Regions from separate parts of the Mus musculus genome. Here regions 1 and 3 are each linked to region 2. The links are chromatin contacts, called in public ChIA-PET and HiChIP or PLAC-seq maps. All regions are on one chromosome and are shown on one strand. The core of a region is the stretch at or near the end of the contact, and the rest is flanking DNA. Distances in the headings are between cores, read along the strand shown. Region 1 overlaps Gm39447 (a long non-coding RNA gene). Region 2 has its middle 27 kb from the start of Gm31559. Region 3 has its middle 98 kb from the start of Gm39448.

Evidence for each region. ChIA-PET counts read pairs in DNA pulled down with a chosen protein or histone mark. HiChIP or PLAC-seq counts read pairs in DNA pulled down with a chosen protein or histone mark.
Region 1: a contact with region 2 is called in an H3K27ac HiChIP or PLAC-seq map of regulatory T cell precursor, with 6 times the contacts expected there. The contact joins two enhancer-like sites.
Region 3: an RNA polymerase II ChIA-PET map of memory CD8 T cells shows a contact between it and region 2, with 5 read pairs. The contact joins two enhancer-like sites.

What each region holds. Positions count from the first base shown.
Region 1 is chr9:115,478,800-115,483,192 of GRCm38.p6, reverse strand. All of the region lies in intron 2 of Gm39447 (a long non-coding RNA gene), which reads right to left. Among named protein-coding and RNA genes, the nearest start is that of Gm39447, 31 kb to the right of the region's middle. Within about 2 kb of position 1,817, at least 9 of the 459 cell types and tissues checked have an H3K27ac peak or open chromatin away from gene starts, as enhancers often do. A contact at or near this core is called in regulatory T cell precursor, where this site is marked.
Region 2 is chr9:116,364,045-116,368,456 of GRCm38.p6, reverse strand. No RefSeq gene overlaps it. Among named protein-coding and RNA genes, the nearest start is that of Gm31559, 27 kb to the left of the region's middle. Within about 2 kb of position 2,081, at least 116 of the 459 cell types and tissues checked have an H3K27ac peak or open chromatin away from gene starts, as enhancers often do. A contact at or near this core is called in memory CD8 T cells and regulatory T cell precursor, where this site is marked.
Region 3 is chr9:115,558,849-115,563,259 of GRCm38.p6, reverse strand. No RefSeq gene overlaps it. Among named protein-coding and RNA genes, the nearest start is that of Gm39448, 98 kb to the left of the region's middle. Within about 2 kb of position 1,794, at least 37 of the 459 cell types and tissues checked have an H3K27ac peak or open chromatin away from gene starts, as enhancers often do. A contact at or near this core is called in memory CD8 T cells, where this site is marked.

The sequences.
Region 1 (4,393 bases), core at 568-3,067, 880 kb after region 2:
AGCTTCATAATAAAAGGTCAGAAGCCAAGGCTCTATCCGCAGCCATGGCCTGGGTTCTCATCCTCGGAAATGAAAATAGATCCTCCCCGACATCAAAGTCGTCCAATGAACCCAAAGTCTTCCCAGACTACTGCTTTAAAGACCACCGTCCCCAGCAGGGTCGAGGAGATGGCTCAGTGGTTATATTGCCCACAAGCCTGAGGAGCTGACGTCTGAGTCCCAGAACCCATGCCGAGTGGGCATGCCATCCTCCTATAATTTCAGCCTCCGGAGGCACGAGGGCATCCCCAGGGCAAGATGGCGAGGGAGACTGGCCACATCAGAGAGCTCTGACTGCAATAGAGACCAGACCCTGCTTTGATGAATAAGATAAAGAAGGATGAGTCTGACATCAACCATGTAAACACACGTACACACACACACACATTTACACATGTACCCTCCCCACATACACATACATAAACACACATAAATAAAAACAGAAGAAAAAAAAGAAGCCCAAGCATTCAGAGCCAGGTGTGATGGCTTCCCAGAACTGAGAGCCATCATGGCTCCCAACTGTACTCTCGGGAAAGTTGAAGCAGGAGGATCAGGAATTCAAGATCACCGTCAGTTTACAAAACAGTTACCAGATGTACAAAGCAGTTGTTTTCCTATGTTAAGCTTATTTATTATGTGCATCATGGCTTTATTTATAATAAGATGGAAGCTTCACAAGGGTGAGAATTATGTTTCCTTTAGCACTGCGCATCCCACACCTCGAGCGGTGCCCAGCGTATGAGAGAAGTTCATTAAGGTCTTTGTGGAATGAATAATCAGTTAGGAGAAAAGTCCACAGTCAGACATCGGGCTCAAATCCAATGCCTCCATGTCTGGCTTTGAGACCTTAGTTAGACAGTTAGGTTTAGACTTTGTCAGCTTCAAATTCTTTTCTACACCATGATGGTGATTATCATGAGCACATGCTGTGCTGTGGGAATTAGGGTCACTCACCCACAGGAAGTGGTTGCTGCTCGGTGCACAGAGTATGACTCTGTCTCAACCATCACTGTCCACCTCTACACTGGACAGATCCTCCTAAATGTTCCACAAAGCACTCCAGATCCCCGTCCCTAACCACCTCCCCACTCCCCAGAGTTTCAAAGGAAGGAATCACCCACGAGCACATAAAAGATGGATGTCTCGTCTTCAAAGTGGTCTCAGCCAACCACCTTTCCTCTGCTCAATTGGCCAACTCTATCTTATGCATTCTGTTAGATGGAACTGCCTGGGAATGCCATCTCTTCCTAATGGCTTCTGTCATACTGAATAGATGTTAACTCCCTGGACTGCTCCCTTTGCTGGAGGGCAAGCAGCTTCAACCTTAGCTTGCCCTGATTCTCTGTATGCAAAATAGTATGCAGTCTACCCTTAGTCACTGAAAACTACCTGCTCAGAAAATAACGTTGAAAAGTAACGGCTCCAGCCTGGTGCGGTGGCGCACATCTGGTGACACACATCTGTAATCTTAGCACTTGGCAGATGGAGGCAGGAAGATCAGAAATTCAAGGCAAGCCTCTGCTACATAGCAAGTTAGAGGCCAACCTGGGCTATGTGAGACCTTGTCTCAAAACAAAACATCACAAAGATAAACTAAAATTTCTCTAGCACATGCTACAAGAAAGCCAGCCCAACCCCCAGCCTTATTCTCTTATCCCTATTGTCTCTATTGTTGATGCTGTAAAAGCCATAGGGTGCATTCCCCAGCCTCTCCACGGATGGGGGCAGGCACGTGCTGGCATAGTCATGTCTGAAGGCATCTTTGAGAGCTGCTTGTGTACAGCTCCTTTTATCTCTCCTTCTTCCTGCCTATGACACATAAGAGGCCAAGATGCAGCGGCTGTTAGGAGACCATGACAGGCGTACTGAGGATGGAGCCAGCATGCTAAGGATGGCATGGTGGTTTGTTTCCAGTAGGACCACGTGGGAACCATGAGACCATATTTGTTTAAGCCAGTATTAACTGGCCCTGCTGGTTTTGTAACCAAACAGATTCTGGTTCCAGCAGGAGCAACTGTTTCCTAACCCTTCCTACTTGACGCTCTTGGCTTTGTCACTGCCCTGGGCTTCCATCTGTCAATTAGACGGTACACACTTGCCACTGACGTGGAACAGAAAAGCCATGTACACTTCGAGAATCTACTCCTGTTGGCACTCTTAAGGATGCTTGCACCCAACAGGTACCTTGCAGTAGACCTTGGTTTTGGCTGGCTATGCCCACCGAGTCTGGGAGGACAGAGATGACTGCTGGTCCTCAACTGTCTTTCTCCTTTTCACTTAGTCTAGAACCACAGCCCCACGGGTGGTGCTGTCCACATTCAGTCTGTCTTCTCCCTTCAGTCACTCCTCTCTGGAAACACCCGAGCAGGCACACTCAACTCAAAGGGGCGCCATTCACGCCCTGGGTACTTCTTAATTCTACCAAGATGACCAAAGCCAACGGTTCCTCGGGTTCTAAATGCTGAAGCTCATGGCAATCTTGCCAGGAAGTAGTACGACTTGGCTGAAGACTTACTTGCCCAAAGAAATATTTAGACGTGTATGCAATCAAAGAGGAGAATATCAACAATAAAGGATGAAATAGATCTAAAACCTTGAAGAGCCCAGTACCTAGCCTCAAGGTGAGGTCACTCAGTGAGATCATCTGTGGCCAGCCAGAGCTGTGCTAACCTGGACAGCCTTGCTCTGCAGCCCTCTCAGTCCTGCCTCCCTCAGCAGCTCAAAGCACTTCCAGAAGACTAGACCTTCCCTTCAGTGGTCCCGTGTACCCCAATTGTAGCCTCTGCTTATGGAATTCTAACCTAAGATCATCACTAAGAGCACCTTTTGCTAGTACCAGGGAGATGGCCCCATTGGTAAAGTCCTTGCTGCAGAAGCCTAAGGATCTAAGTGTGATCCCCAGAGCCCACAGAGAGAGCTCTTTTGTGATCACAGAACTGAGGAAGAGGAGAAAGAGGAGGAGGAGGAGGAGGAGGAGGAGGAGGAGGAGGAGGAGGAGGAGGAGGAGGAGGAGGAGGAGGAGGGAGAAACAGAAACTGCCAGGGCTCTCTGGCCAGCCAGACCAGAACTGATAAGTCCTAGGTACTAGTGGGAGAACCTGTCTCAAAAAACAAGATAGATGTTTCCAGGCCTGACCTCTGGACTCCACATGTATACATACATACACATATCCCTGAACACACATGTATACATGCATGCACACACATGTGTGTGCTCTCTCTCTCTCTCTCTCTCTCTCTCTCTCTCTCTCTCTCTCTCTCACACACACACACACACACAGAGGAGAGAGAGAGAGAGAGAGAGAGAGAGAGAGAGAGAGAGAGAGAGAGAGAGAGAGAGAGAGAGAGAACACCTTTCCTAAAAGAGCAAATATGCCCATGCCAGCAACCCAGTCTGGCCTCTTAAGGTGGCTCTAATACTCACACACTCCCACTGGCGATGCCCTTGTGCCCCGGCATCCCATGGCTACGTGTCAATTAGAAGGCCCTGTGGTCTGGTGGCAGCAACGGAAAAACCTCGAGGGCAGGAATTGATTAATTTCTCACACCATCAGAGTTTAAGTCATCAGGGGCCTCAGAACACAGCTCAGGGACTTCGAGATTAGATTCCATTTGCTGAGCCAATGCAGGAAGAAAATACTTCCTAGCCTGCTGTGTGCGAAAAGGCATCCCTTCTGAGCCACCAAATTTCACTTGTATAAAACTGAACTGTCAAAGCTAATGAAATGTTATAGAAAACTCCAGACAGTGAGAGAATTCATTGAAATATTCTTCAGGTTTTAATGTTTTAAAAGAAGGCTATGCTCTGTTATAAATAAATGTCCCATCATGAGCAAGTCATTGTTCAGAAAAAAAAAATCAAGCTTGGTAAATGGTGGGTGACAAATGGCCCGGTTCTTCAAGAGCCCATGACAGGGGCCATTTCATATAAATTAAATGTAGATATGGCTAGTGTAAATATTGACTTTCAAAATGTCAGTAGCTGACTGACAGGGAGCAGAAAAATAAGGAAGTAAAGCTGTGGGGGAAGGGCATGAATCAAAGACCTGTTTGCAAGATACAAAACAGTAGTTACTCTTTAGTAAAGTAGACTAGGACCAGAGCACACTGCGTGGGCGACACTGTGGCTCTCCATCCACATAGAAAAATCAGGGAAGGGGAAACACAGGCTGAAAGAGGAGGGTATTGTTCATGCCTTCCCCAAAGAGCCACTTGGGCCCCAAGAACATATCTAAGGGAAAGGGGGCACAACCTCTGTGACCTTCACGTTCTATACAATAAAGACTCACTAAGAGGGGTGACGAGAGGGGGCTCACATGCACAGAGCTCTGCTCTCTGCAGAGGAGAGTAAAATC
Region 2 (4,412 bases), core at 832-3,331:
TCAGTCAATTCTCCAAGTATTTTCTCCCCACCGTGCTGTTCATTTCTTTCTGTGATTCCTCTTATGTCTTCCTTATCCACTGAGGAGGAAACTGAAGATCAACCAAGGCAATTCAACAATTAGAGAACTCATGACTGAAAGCAAAAAGCCTACATTTGTATTCAAAACAAGCTGACTCCAAAATCCAAACTCCTAAGAAGCTACCAAGCCAGTTTCTCAAAAGTCTCTTTTAATACCTTTTACAATGAGTAGCGTGAACCTTAGCCTTTGAAAGTGTGTTTCAAAATCCTTAACAGAGGTGCTGTTTTCTCCCAGCACGGTGGTGGGGATGGTGATGTTAGCAAGGTAAGGAGGAGATCTCACTGATGGAAAGGTCCAGGAGTGCCTAGTAACAGGTCTGTAAAAGGAAACTGTAACTGGAAACAGGAAGAAGTTGAAAAGTAGATTCAAAGGGAAAATACTGAGATACAGGAGAATGCAGAAAACTGTTGATAGAAAGGTGTGAGATTCTGGAGGGCAGAGTGAGCTTTCAAAGGGATGGGAGGAGCCGGAGAGGAGGAAGTGGGAGAAAGGACAGGGAGAAGGGAATGGATGAGGAGGAGAGGAGAGAGGACAGGGAGAAGGAAGTAGTAGAGAAGAGAGGACAGGGAGGAGAGAAGGAAGGAGGAGAGAGAGGACAGGGAGGAGGGAATGGAGGAGGAGGAGAGGAGAGAGTGTGGGATGGTGGACCATGCCAGGAAGCTTGGTAGGTAGAGCAGGTCCAAGTCCCCAGAAACTCAGGGTACACACCTGAGAAGGTGGGCAGCTTCCTGCTCCCTGGCCTGGAACATGTGACACGCTTCCCTCATAAGGAAATAAGAAAGAGAAAGAAAGAAAGAAAGAAAGAAAGAAAGAAAGAAAGAAAGAAAGAAAGAAAGAAAGAAAGGAAGGAAGGAAGGAAGGAAGGAAGGAAGGAAGGAAGGAAGGAAGGAAGGAAGAAAGAAAGAAAGAAAGAAAGAAAGAAAGAAAGAAAGAAAGAAAGAAAGAAAGAAAGAAAGGAAGGAAGAAAGGAAGAAAGGAAGAAAGGAAGAAAGGAAGAAAGGAAGAAAGAGAAACAGAGACATAACCATGAGAAGTAACACACACCTCAGAATGCAGAAGGGCTTTCCCATTTTTCCATTAGAAGGCATCTTGCATTGTCCTGGTTGCCAGCATCTCACTGGGCCCCTTGCAAAAGGTTTCGTCTCTGTTTTGTATTTTGAAGAGGAAGGTAGACAAAGTAGTGTTCCTTAATCATATGTGGAGTTCATTTCACCAAATCAGACCATTAAAGAGGAAAGCCTGCGTAAAGGAGAATCCAGCCTATTACCTGGGAGTTAACTCCTCCATGCAATCTCAGATTTCATTCCAATTCCTAAAGCTCTTCCTCAGAAGCCTTCTCTAGTGGGAGTGCTGGGTTGCCTCTACCCAGCTCTCTTATTACAAGGAAAGAAACCTCACTGTAGCAGTAGGTCGAGCATGGCTTCTGAGTGAGCACTGGCACATGGCACAGGATGATGACATCGCTGGCCCTCGGTCTCCGAACCTCCCATACTGAGTAACAGTATTTACATCAAAAGGTAACAATGGCCGGGCGGTGGTGGTGCACGCCCTTAAACCCAGCACTTGGGAGGCAGAGGCAGGCAGATTTCTGAGTTGGAGGCCAGCCTGGTCTACAAAGTGAGTTCCAGGACAGCTAGGGCTATACAGAGAAACCCTGTCTCAAAAAGCTAAAAAGAAAAAAAAAAAAAAAAAGGTAACAATGAATTGAAGGAAGATACAGAGGAAATACCAACTGAGATTATTTTTCTTCTTTCACATTCTTTCTCCTTCAGTTTCAAACTAATTGGCTTGCTAACATGGTCTCTAAGGCCGCCTCAAACTTTATGGTTTTTGGAGGTGAGACCTTTTGCTGGAAATACTTTTTTATATTCAGTCTGTTTTCCTGGTTGCATTTCCTGTAAAAAAGTTGCAAGAATCGTCAGAGAATGGAGACAAAGAGGAAAGGGAGCAGAGGAAGTGGCAGCGTGGCTTCCTGTGTGTCTGCGTCACCAACTGCAGCTGCTGTGGTTTGCACGAAGGAAAGCTCCGGACAGCCCCTAGAACAGCGACTGCAGAAGCCACTCTGCAGACACTCAAAGCGGGCATAGTTCAAAAATGGGAACTGGGAAGGATGCGGAGCCAGTGAGGATGTCTGAGGGACATAGAATCAAAGAAAAGTCACCCAGAGGAAGGAAGGGAAAGAGAGGTTATGAACAAGGGACGGAAAGAAGAAAGAAGGGGGAGAGAGGGAGGAAGAAGGAGTAGTCATTTCAACTCAGCTGTAGTTTGGCACTTTATCAGGAATACAAGTACATTGTACCATGTCCCCAATAACACAGAGCATAAACACTTGACTCCATTTTACATGTAGTCAGCCAATGAGCTGATCAAGTCAGGACACACAAAGACAAGGGACTCTGATGGCTGCCCCTCTTACATGCTGATTCCCAGTGGGGTGAGCCAGATGTACAGCTCAAACTAGAGTCATCAAAAGTAGGGAGATAGCTCAAAGGGTAAACCACTTGCTGCCAAACCTGACCGTCTGAGCTGGGTTACAGGGCACACATGGTGTTGGGAGAATTTTTACACAGAATGAGAAAGTTTATTACACATACAAGGGATAGGGAGAAGCGGGGAGAGAGAGAAGAAGAAGGAGAAGGAGGAGAGGAAGACAACAGTGACGACAACAGCACTCAATGCAAAGGTCACAGATGTGGGGCTGGTACTTTGTATTCCAGCCTTAGTGTCACAGGCAATTAGGCTGCAAATAGATTCTGAAAAAATAATAATTGCATAAATCAAAGTTCTATTTACTTTCTTATATCAGTATTGATTCTACGTGTCCTTATCCAATTAATATTCCGCAGCTCTCACTGCCTACCCCCTGCAGCCTCGCGCTCTCTGAGCCAGGAGCCCATCTGTGCCTGCATGTCAGGAAGATGCTCTCTGAAATAAGGCAGCTCCCGAGAAAGCGCAGAGCACCAGGAGCCTGAACTCCTGTGCTCACCTCCGTTTGTTTCTAGATCCAGCTGCTCCTGAGACCTCCTGGTTCCCTCTAGGTTTTCTAACTCTAACTTTGCTCCCTAAGCGAAGGATCGAATAGCACTGATTAACTCTGCAGACTGATAAATGCCCTTGTGCTTGGCAGCACTGTGAATCATAGCTATTGACTAGCACTGAGATTTGCAGGCACTGGCAGACATGGGAAGGCTGATGGGAAGGGGAGGAGTGAGCTTTCTGTGGAGGATCCTGGGATTTCATGGGAAAGAAGATTTTCAAAGTGTAAAAGGTCAAGGTTTGAGGGAACCCGAACACCACCAAGCCTGTCAACTGGCGCACCACTTCTGGGACTCACGTGGTAAGAGAACAGCCTTCTGCAAGTTGTCTTCTGATCTTCATAAAGCTCTGCAGCACACACATGCGTGTATACACATGCACACATGCTCACACATACACATGTGCACGTGCACACACACACACAGCTCTGCAGCACATACACGCATGTACACACAAGCACACATGCTCACACACACACATACATACATACATACATACATACATACATACACAGATGCATGCACACACACAGCTCTGCAGCATGCACATAGGGAAATCTGTAATTCTTGGCACCATATTCTCTTAGATTGTTTTTTAAAATGTGTATGGGTATTTTGACTAGTTATATGTGTGTACACTGTACACACCTGGTGTCCTTAGCAGAGGGTGTGGGATCTCCTGAAGCTAAAGTTACGGGTGACTATGAGAGACCACGTGGATGCTAGGAAGCCAACCTTGGTGGGTTTTTTTTTTTTTTTTTGCAAGAGCAGCAGGTTCCCCTAACTGCTGAGTCATCTTTCTAGCCTCTCTCCCCCCCCCATCCCCTTTAATCAAGTTTTCTTTGCTTGTGCGCATGCGTGTGCGTGTGCGTGTGCGTGTGTGGTGCATATATGTGTGATGTGTTTGTATGTTTGTGTTTGCATGCATATATATGAAAGTGTTATATATATGAAGTCAGAGGTTGACACTGGGTGTTTTCCTTGATGAGACTCCACCTCATGTATTGAGGCACGAGCTCTTTCTGAACCTAGAGTTCTCGTAGTCTAGACAGCTGCTTTGTTCCAGGCGAACCCTTATCTCTGCCTCCTGTGTGCTGGAATTATGGGTAGGCTTCCATACTCACCAGACTTTACCTAGATCCTGGGGATTGAAATCCTAGCCTCATGTTCATGCAACAACTACTGTGGTAGCTTGAATAAGATTGGCCCCTATAGATTTGTATATTTGAACGCATGGTCATTAGGAGGTGTTACCTTGTTATAGTGGCCGTGGCTTTATTGGAGGAAGTGTGTCAG
Region 3 (4,411 bases), core at 545-3,044, 800 kb after region 2:
GAGACCAGAATAATCTCCTACAGGAAGTGTACGGATTTATTTCTGAGAGGAGGGGGGACAGCTGCTGCTGGGCCTCCCGCAAGGATCAGGCCTGCCAGGCGGTCCAGTCGGCACCTGAAGAAGACAGGGGGAGCATAAGAGTGCCCTTCTCAAAGTCACGGAGCCCCAAAAGCCACATCAGCCTCCATGCCCACTGTAAAAGGTCACCAATTAGTAAGTTACACTCCACCCTGCCCTGGAATTTGCTTATGAAATGTAGCTAGGCCTGCAGAGAGAGCCCAGCTGGCAAACATCTACCAAACAGGGAGATCTGACTTCAATTACCAGAACTCAAATAAAAACTGCCAGGCAAGATTGGGATATAATTGCAATCCCATTTCCAGCACTGAGGCAGATTCCTGGAGCTCCAGGGCCAGGCAGCCTAACCTACTTAGCAAGCTCCACCCAGTGAGAGGCTGTGCAAAAAAAATAAATAAAATAAAATAAACAAACACAGTAATAATAAGGGGAGTCATACCCCAGGTAGTCTCTGAGTCAGCAGATCTTTCCGTACTGTTCAAATGCACAGCTCCTTGCTGGAGCGGTTCAAACGAGCACCTGCCTGCACAGCCCAGTCATATCCACATCCACATCACCCACAGGTGTTCCTATAAGACAGATTCTAACCCCCAGGCCTAGGGTAGGGAGTGAGATTCTGGACTTCAGCAAACTTGCAGATGCATAAGAAAAGTCGGAAGTCCTGGAGCCAGCCAGAGCGGGAGCTTGTGTCTCCGGAAGAGATTCCACACAGTTCTGAGAACCTGTCAGACCATCTTGCAGAAGAGGCTGGACTCCAAGCAGTGATGGGCAGGATCACACCTTGACCAAAGCTGCTGAGTTATGTAGACCTTGAACCTTCTATTCAAACCTGAGCCTCATGCCAGAACCCTGAAGATGGACTTGGAGAGGGTTGCTGTGCCTCTTCCTAATGTGACTAGACTGGACGAGTTTCCTTTGTCGCTTTTCATTGTCGCTTTTCATTATTGCTGTATAAATGTCTACTGAGGTTGGGTGGCTGAGCCTGGCTTGTTAGGGCCCAAGCTCTGATCCTAAAAGCTGTAGGGATAACTTCAGCCATCCTTCCTAGGTGTCAGCAAACATCCCCGCATAACTTTTGATATCTCCACCTTCACTCAAGACTGAAATGACAGAAGCGTTTGTCCCACTGCTCATGATACTTAATGAATTAATAAAGAAATAGGACATTACAATCGCACAAATGAACAAGGAAGAGTCGTCTGAAACATTTTTATAGCTGTTTCTCATTATCGGTGTGTCTCGTTGAAATTGGTTTGAGAGTTGTATCTCATTAGAATTGTCTAATCGTATGAATTTTACTCTTGATGCACTTAAAAGTTCTATCCTGTGGAAGAGGTCCCAGGCATCCTCAGAGTTTTAAGACAAAATGAATGTCACATGGGGGAGGTTAAGGGTCCAGATAAGGAGATGATGGGGAAATGGCTAAGTCAGCAAACATGTAGCATACACTTGCACAGGCAAGTCTATTCAGGAATCTTTAAATGACGATATAGAACCATTTAAATATAGATTAACATACTTATGTGAATAAACTGAAATATAATGTAAACAAATACATTAATAAGCGATATATAGTTCTTTATGCATATTAAGAGCTAGATTCAAGAACTCAGCTGTCTAAACGGCTCAACACCCCATGGGAGACAGACAGAGACACTACAACAACCCTGTTCTCGGGGAAGCCACGGCTTCCTGGGGACGAGATGACAAGCTCAGAAACCACAAGAAACTAAGTCTGAGAACACAAGGGTACAGAGAGAATGGGGTGCAAGCAACCACAGGCCTGGGGAGGGGGGCAACCACAGGCCCAGGGGCGGTGGGAGCAAAGCTGCTCACAGACACCTCCCTGCCAACCTGCATCTGCATCCTACCTCACCTGGCTGTGGTTCCTCATCTCTGGTCACCCGGAAATCCCATGCTCAGGCTCCATATTTCTGTTTTGTTAAAAGTCACTCCCATAGAGTCTCCACCCACCTGAGTGCTAGCGTTCCACACAACTTCCGTCAGATTAATGCCTGATGACAGCACTTGCCAGAAGAAAAGCCAATCCGTACTCAAGGAAAACTCAGGGGATTACATTTTAGCACCAGGGTACAGTCCAGTCTTCCTGGAAAGGGAGACTGCCAGACAGCAGAGCAGGCACACAGTGGAAGGGGTAGCCTGACCCAGACATAAAGCCATGGCATCCTCTTGGCTTGAGTGTCTAATAACAGCTCTTCAGTTATTCTTAAATTGTGTGTGTGTGTGTGTGTGTGTGTGTGTGTGTGTGTGTGTGTGTGTGTGTGTATTGGTTGGTTGTGTGTGTAGATGTGTAGGTGTCTATGCAGAGACAAGAGGACAACCTTGGTGTCATTTCTCAGGCACCATCTATTTTGGGATTTTCTTTTGAGGCAGAGTCTCTCACAGGCTTGGAACTTGCCAAGTAAGCTAGGCTGTCTGGCCAATGCCCTGGGGAATCCACAGGCTGTCTCTGCCTCCCCAACACTGAGATCATCCCCATACAGCAGCACACCAGGTCTCTGGTCTGGTCTGGTCTGGTCTGGTCTCCTGTTCTGTTCTGTTCTGTTCTGTTCTGTTCTCTGTTTTGTGTTCTGTTCTGTTCTGCTCAGTGTTCTGTGTTCTGTGTTCCGTTCTGTTCTGTTTTGTGTTCTGTTCTCTGTTCTCTGTTCTGTTCTGTTCTGTTCTGTTCTGTGTTCTGTTCTGTGTTCTGTTCTGTGTTCTGTGTTCTGTGTTCTGTGTTCTGTGTTCTGTGTTCTGTGTTCTGTGTTCTGTATTCTGTTCTGTTCTGTTCTGTATTCTGTTCTGTTCTGTTCTGTATTCTGTTCTGTTCTGTTCTGTTCTGTATTCTGTTCTGTTCTGTTCTGTGTTCTGTTCTGTTCTGTTCTGTGTTCTGTTCTGTTCTGTTCTCTGTTCTGTGTTCTGTTCTGTTCTGTTCTGTTCTGTGTTCTGTTCTGTTCTGTTCTGTGTTCTGTTCTGTGTTCTGTTCTGTGTTCTGTTCTGTGTTCTGTTCTGTTCTCTGTTCTCTGTTCTCTGTTCTCTGTTCTCTGTTCTCTGTTCTGTTCTGTTCTGTGTTCTGTTCTGTTCTGTGTTCTGTTCTGTGTTCTGTTCTGTGTTCTGTGTTCTGTGTTCTGTTCTGTTCTGTTCTGTTCTCTGTTCTCTGTTCTCTGTTCTCTGTTCTCTGTTCTCTGTTCTCTGTTCTCTGTTCTCTGTTCTCTGTTCTGTTCTGTGTTCTGTTCTGTTCTGTTCTGTTCTGTTCTGTTCTAGAGTTAGTTCTGGAGGAGACTCAAGCGCAGGTCCCACTTTGCTAACTGAGGTACCTTCCCAACCCTTCCTTGGATGTTCTTGCCAGGTCGGATTGTGTACTATGGGCAAATATACCCCTCAGTTACTGGGCTCTGTTATGAGCCAGGTACTGCCCAGTATGCTTTGCACTTCCCCTTGGCATCAGTCAGCTAGGGCTGGCATGCAAACTGCAGACAGAGCAACTGACCACAAACTTACTTCCTCACAGTTCTGGAAGCTCAAAGTCCAAGATGAAGGTGGCACGGGAGAGGTTGTGTCTCTCCAGAGGTCCCTTCTAGCTTTTGGGTTGCTGTCTCGGTCACTTGGTCTTCACATGGCCTTCATACTGTACACACCGGTGCACTATCCTTTCTCCTAAGAACACCAAGGGACACTAGCTAGGACCCACCTCCAGGTACCTCATTTTAACTGAGTTGCCTACTTATAGGCCTTACCCCTAGATATGGGGCCTAAGGGGTTTGGTATGAATGTACAACTGTGACAAGGGAAATGAATCAGCCCATGACAGTGTTCTAGTTAGGCTTTCTAGTGCTGTGATGAAACACAGTGGCCAAAAAGCACACCGGGGAGGAAAGGGTTTATTCAGCTTACGCTTCCGTATTAAAGTTCATCATCAAAGAGGTTCAGGACAGGAACTCCAACAGTGCAGGAACCTGGAGGCAGGAGCTGGTGCAGAGGCCATGGAGGGGTGCTACTTATTGGCTTGCTCACTATGGCTTGCTCAGCTTGCTTTCTTATAGAACCCAGGATCGCCAGCCCAGGGATGGCTCCACCCACAAAGGGTTGGGCCCTCCCCCATCAATCACTAAATAAGAAAATACTCTACAGGCTTGCCTACCGTCTTATCTTACAGAGCAATTTTCTCTATTGAGGTTCCCTCCTCTCAGATGGCTCTAGCTTATATGAGGTTAGCAGAAAACCAGCCAGGACAGCAGCATCCGAACCAAGGGGAGAGACTGCAGATGAAGACCCGCGACTCTAAGAAATGACACAGTGGACTGTTGGGTAACGATCTTTTCCTGCGGAAAGA